2 separate regions of the Zea mays genome follow, and region 1 is linked to region 2. A link is a contact called in public Hi-C data. All regions are on one chromosome and are shown on one strand. The core of a region is the stretch at or near the end of the contact, and the rest is flanking DNA. Distances in the headings are between cores, read along the strand shown. Region 1 has its middle 45 kb from the start of LOC100284491. Region 2 holds the start of LOC103627544 (ethylene-responsive transcription factor ERF027).

Region 1 (3,018 bases), core at 259-2,758, 110 kb before region 2:
TTGAGCCCTGTACACGTGCTAACGTGGCCGTCGGAGAAGTGCTTGAGCCCCGTAGAAGCGTAGCTGACGGTGCGGCCCGGGGTCCTGCTGACGTTTCCTTGCTTCCGTAAGGAGCTGAGAGCCATCGATGTCATGGCCGGACGCGGGGAACCATCATTACCTGCTATTGGAGTAGTTTGATGAGACTCTGGTCTTGTTCCTTCGTAGCAAGGGGTGGCTAGCTAGTGGTAGGGTAATGATGTATCCCCTGTAGCGTAGTCGGTCCGAGGCCGAGGTCAGGCGAGGCGGAGACTTCTCCTGAGGCCGAGGCTGAGGTCGGGCGAGGTTGTGACTCCTCCCGAGGCCGAGGCTGAGGCCGAGGCCCAGGGTCGGGCGAGGCGGAGACCTTCTTCCGAGGCCGAGGCTGAGGCCGAGGCCTGAGGTCGGGCGAGGCGGAGCTCCCTGTTGCGCTCGAGGCTAAACTCGGGGGAGGTCGTGACTCAGCTTTACCCTGGTGGTTGGCACAGTAGTCGGAACGGGGTGAATAACGCTATTTTCCTGTCAGAACGGTCAGTAAAGGGGCGAAGTGACTGCGGTCACTTCGACCTTGCCGACTGAGGCGCGCGTGTCAGGATAAGGTGGCAGGCGATCCCCGCATTAAATGCGCATGCGGTATGGTCGGTTGGTAAGGCGATTTGGCTGAGGTCGCTACACGACAAAGTTTGACCAAGCTGGGCTTCGGGCGAGCCGAGGGTGCGCCCACTGCCTGAGGAGGTCCTCGGGCGAGGCGTGAATTCGTCTGGGACTACTGTTCCCGCCCGAGGCCGGGCTCGGGCGAGGCGAGATCGCGTCCCTTGGTAGACGAGGCCTTGACTTGAACCGTGCTTATCAGTCTTTGCAGTTTGTTTCTGAAGATGTTTTCCAACCAGGTTAAGGAGCATTGGGGGTACCCCTAATTACGGTCCCCGACATATAGAAACCGTAGCGATGCACGATCAACTAATTAGTAAAAAAATGACGCCATATTTTTTGCTTTCTATATTGAGGGCCTATTTGGGAGGCTTTATTTCAAAAATTTTGGGCTTTGGAAAAAATTGAAACTAGAGACCATCTTCACAAAAATCACAAAGCTTATCAAAGGATGCTTCGCAAATACTGTTTTCATAACTCCTCATGAAGTTACATAAAATTAGCACCGCGCCACTAGTTACACAACGTAGTGCTTCGATTCTCTTGTGACAACCACCAATAATCAAGAGTAATCAAGTAAACTGACACAAATCAATTGAATTACAAAAGCTGGAGTCCATGTGCAGGCTAAACACTGCTCAAACTCACTACAACAGTTTGTTAGAGCTGTTTTATGATGAAGTTGGAAAAGAGAAGTTGAAATTCTTGAAGTGAATTCCTCACAAACAGGCCTAAATATCGGCCGAAAACCTTAGGCAGTCTGATCTACGCCTGCTTTGTTGACTGGGCCTGTTGCTGGTGAGTGCGCAATGTTCCAGCAAAAGCTTTGGGCCTTCAAATAGTTTGGATCGGAGTTGTCCAAGGATTGCTGGGCTGAAAAACCTTAGAAGCCCGGATATGTCCCATAACACCGTTGGGCTACAGTTATTATTATTAAAAGAACAAACAATATAATGACTTTAGCAAACCACTAACCGTTCGTCCGCAAGTACAACAGGCACCAGCTCAGGAATTTCGATGGCTTTTCAGCGTTTCGCTTAGAGGACAGCTAAGGCCACCATCTTCTGAGATAATTCACCGAGTGGTGGTAGCTATCCTAGGCATTTCCATGACCGGATCATCTTAGCGAAGCTTCCCAGTCATAATCAGCTTTCTTCATGACTCATGAGATGGCGTCATACTTATCGTTGGCTCGTTGCTACTTGCTACCGAACCGATCAGGTCGTTTTCACCAACTTATCACACATGGTAGTCGGTACAGATGTCCACCAAGCCCTAAGTCCGACCCAAAACACGTTTTTTGGCAGGGTACAAGTCCGCTTAAAACGGACTGACCGGCTTGGCACGAATAAGCGGGTCGAGCCCGGACACAGAATCAAGCATGGCGTGCTGGCTCGGCACGACCTGTTTAGCGCTTGGCCCCTTTTTATACTAAACCGTGCTTTTCAGCTTATTAAGCCCGCTTTTCGGCCCACTTTTTTGGTGCTTACGGGTCGGCCCATCCTGTTAAGCCAGTAGCGTGCCGGACCCATTCAGGAAAACAAGCCTACGGGCCTGTTAGACCCAGCCTAATTTTCTAACCGTGCCTGATGGGTTGGATCCAAATCGGACCAGGCTTCACGGGCCCGTGGCTAGCCGGGCTAGACGACTTGTTTGAATATCACTAGTAGCCAGAGCACTAGAAATCACTAGTACATACATAGAAACTTTATACTGACAATTCTAATGCTATTTATATTGGTGTTTTTCAGTGCTAATGGTGCTGTCGGTACCCTGAATCAGGGGTACCCCTTACTACAGTATGAAGACGTGGTGCCCGTACGACGATCTCTAGCCGCACGGTAAACAGCACCCGACCCCACCACGTGGACGGCTTAAGGGGCACCACGTGGCGAGAAAAGATGATACATCCCAGGATGTATCAGTTGGACCGGACCTCCGCGGGGAAGTACCGGACCCCTGTACGCACAACCCGGACCCCCCGGTTACGGTCCGGGACTCCCAAGTAAACATGTCGGGTCCATTGGATGGGGTCCAGATCCCTCCGAGTAAGGTACAGGCCACAACAAGGTCCCGGGACAGGGGATACCCTGGCTTAAGCAAGGGTCTGGTACTGACACGTGTCCAGGCCTTATCCTGTGCGCTTGCGCTCCCCGCTCAGGCGGAGACCCGATGCTGCCACGTGGCTTGTTGCCCGTGACATAAGCCAGCGGGCGGAGCCTGACGTAAGGCCTCTAGGCCGCGCGGTCTCTGCATTTATTACGGAGAGGACGCGCCGCTTGTCCACCCTACTGACAGGTGATGTGCCCCTTAGCATTTAATGCGTCATGTCCACTCCGCTGGCAGGTG
Region 2 (3,368 bases), core at 715-3,214:
CTTGTCTACAGACACAATATGGCACCCTACTACGATCCACTTGGCACATCAAAAAACATGTGCGCTTGCTATTAAAGAAAACTAGAGCAGCTAGCTGCGACAACAATTGGACTCGCTCAATCATGCCGAATAATCACATCAAAGTAAAAAAATGTAAAATAAATACGGAATGCAGCTGGAGCGGAATAAGAAGAAGACTCTGGTGGTAACTATACTATTACTAGCGAGCATGTCACACTATGCATGCTAGCTTATAGGCAGCATACACTCGTGTATCAGCAGATATACAGAGAGGACGTACGCTGCGGTGCACCGGCCGGGGTCCATGCATGTACCCGTCCATCCATATCCATGTACTCCTGTTGTCGCCATAATAATCAACTTCTCTGGTTTGCTACCTGCCGGTGGTGTACTAGTAGTTCACTATGATGGTTTGTGTTATTACCACACTGCTGGTGCTGCCATGGCCTAGCTAGCTAGGTGTGCAACAATCTACGGGTCACGGTAGCTCCAGAGGCTCTCCCCGGCCTCGGACGGGTCGGGCGACTCGTCGGAGGTGTCGGGGCTGAGCCTCGGCGGGCTCATCATCATCCCCGCCGCCATGTTCCGCAGGAGCTGCGGCATCTCGAAGATGGCCTCTTCGTCCATGAACTCGTCAGTGCCGGCCTCCTGCTGCGGCGTGTAGCTCGCCGCCGCGTCGTGCTGTTGATGCCAGTCCTGTGCAGCAGCAGCAGCAGGAGAAGGAGGAGAAGCAGGAGGAGGAGGAGGATTGGCGGTACGACCCTGATGCGAGTACTCGAGCTGCGCGGCGGCCGCGGCCGCGGCCGCCGCGGCGCGTATGTCCTCGGGGGACGCGGACGCTGGGGCCGCGCGCGAGGCGATCGCGCCGGGGAAGTTGAGCACGGCGTCGGCGCCGCGGAGCGCGCGGGCCGCCACGTCGTAGGCGGCCGCGGCCATCTCCGCCATCGGGTACGTGCCGAGCCATATGCGCCGCGCCTTGCGGGGCTCCCGGATCTCCGACACCCACTTGCCGCTCCGGCACCGTATGCCTCGGTAGAATGCGTGCTTCCCGGACGACCGCGGCGACGGCTCCCCCGAGCTCGTCGCGGTCGTCGTCGCCATCGGCGGAGCCGTGATGGCAGCTGCCCGCGCCGACGACGTCCCGTCGCCCTGCTGCACCACCGGAGAAGGGGAATGAGGCGAGGCTGGGCCCGAAGCCGAAGCAGAAGCCGCCTGGTGGTGGCTGTGGCCGCCGGCTGCCGGCCCGGCCGGTTGCACCTGCACCGCCGGGGAAGGAGAATGGGGTGCCGGCGGCTGCTTCTCAGCCATGAACCGTTAGGGCACGCCCATCTGTTTGGGCACCTGCTGACATGTGCCAAATTCAGCTCCTGCAGCAGTGGAGTCAGTGCACCTACCTATCTATGGCGCGTGCACGCGCACAGGTATATCCCTCCCTCCCTCCCCAGCAGCTGTCAGCTAGCTATTCGAGTGTTGCGCGTTTGCAGCTCGTGCGGGGCAAGAGGTGTCATGGGATGGGCGAGGGGGTGCCGGGGGTATATAAGGGTTGGTAAAGAAGCGGGAAGGAAGCGTGCGGGCCGCCATGGTGAAAAGCGGCATGCTAACAAGCACAGCGGAGGCGGCCAGACGCGTATTCGAGCGGGGATGCATGTGTGTGTATTGGCTTGCGCTGAGCTGGTGCCTGAGAAGCAAAGCGCACGAGACACAAGCCCACCTAACTTAAGCTCTAGTAAACCGGATAAAACCGCTAAGCTTATAGTTGTAGCCGCGCTTAGCTCTGCTGCTCTCCGCCTCCCCCGACCCCTTCGTCTTATCTTCGTCACCGGGAGACAGCGAGATGCCGCCGTCGCTGTCATTAGCGGGCGGGGCGAGGCTGGGCTGAGGGCTGTCATTAAATTAGCCCTGCGCGGTCATGCGATTCGTGCTAATTCTTCCTCGCTTGCTTGTGTTGTGTGGGTGACGCGAGATACGCGTGCCGGACGTGGGGGGCAGGTTCTGTGGCTCACGGCCTGACGGGTGCTGCTGGACTGCAACTGCAAGGTTCCGGATGGCTGGCACTGGCAACCGGCCGGCCGGGCCCTGCTTTCTGTTCTGCCGTGGCCATCTGTACGCTTCCCCGAAGGCTGCTGTCGTGGTCGCACGAAGGACGCAGCTCTGGGTTAGCTTTGTGCATGCTCGATGCTAATTAGTGCGTTTCGGGATAGCGGCGTCCTGTTCATTTCAGACACAGGTTTTGACAAATATGTGCATCTGCTGCTGCCTGCTGCTTTCTCTGTTAGACCGGAACAACACACAAGCATGAACCTGCTGCTATGGTGGCATGGTTCTCGACTTGCCAACGGCGGAAAACATATAAGATCGAATACGCATAAAGCAACTAGGCCTTACCCAACTGAGCTTTCTAACGCTGTATATGGCAAGATATAGTTAGCGTTTAATAGGGTTATCCTCGAGAAGCCAAAGAAGCTATAAAGCTCAAGTCTCTCAAAAAGCTCTGTCAAGAGCACCTCGAAGAGTTAAAAAAAAACTACCAATCCTTTCGTTTTAACTAATAATATTTGTCTTTTTTTAATTTCTCTATGTAAAAGTTGAATTTAAAATTTATATTTTCTAAGGTGATTAAGGACATCATAACTTATGTTAAAAATTATATTAAGAATTTTTATGATTATTTAATATTTAGTTTTCTACCATTAAAGTTATTATAGAATATGTAACCTGTCAAAAGAATTATGAAAAATTATAATTTTTTTTTGTAGGCTAAGTTGTGGCCTGAGCTACTAACCAATAAAATTTGGACTAGAAAGTGGAAACTCAATTTATACATAGAGAAATAAAAAAAATAAAGTTTGTTAAGGGATAGATTGAACCAACTCAAACATGTGGAGCGATAAATTGAACTAAAAAAGTACTTTAGAGTGTTATATGAACATTCGTTCGTAGGTGTGGAGAGTAATTTGGACTTTTTTTCCTAACGTTAACGTTACACTATATGAACCAAAAGCCAATCAAGTATTCTAACATTAAGCTTTAAAAGATGTTTGGAATTGCATTATAACTTACCTTCTAGCGTCACCTCTTCCAAGGAAATGATGCGCAAAACATAACTGTTCCAAAGTTCTTCAATTGAACGAATTTGTTGCCGACCTGAAATAAAACAATTCGTATTTCAAGAGACGGGAGTCAAAATCTGGTCAACAATTAGTTCAAATTATAGTACGTACTGTGAAAGAGGTGGATGTCATCCAATCCGTTAGCTCGATCACCAGGTATCTTTGCGCCGACCTGCTGACGGGTTATACGGCATATCCGAGTACACGTACTGTACGACGTGATCTCCGCTCCGATAG

The links. Hi-C and Micro-C count contacts between places; a contact is called where the count stands out from the background.
Region 1: a contact with region 2 is called in a Hi-C map of leaf, with 2.4 times the contacts expected there. The contact joins the enhancer-like site here to the promoter of LOC103627544 in region 2. A contact is called at or near these places in 6 of 25 Hi-C or Micro-C datasets (ear, leaf and tassel).

The regions. Positions count from the first base shown.
Region 1 is chr5:203,691,806-203,694,823 of Zm-B73-REFERENCE-NAM-5.0, reverse strand. No RefSeq gene overlaps it. Among protein-coding and RNA genes, the nearest start is that of LOC100284491, 45 kb to the left of the region's middle. Within about 2 kb of position 1,508, at least 15 of the 20 cell types and tissues checked have an H3K27ac peak or open chromatin away from gene starts, as enhancers often do. A contact at or near this core is called in ear, leaf and tassel, where this site is marked.
Region 2 is chr5:203,585,658-203,589,025 of Zm-B73-REFERENCE-NAM-5.0, reverse strand. It overlaps LOC103627544 (ethylene-responsive transcription factor ERF027), which reads right to left and starts at 1,964. Exons shown (of 1, transcript XM_008647830.2): 1 at 1-1,964. The coding sequence starts at 1,329. The coding sequence ends at 493.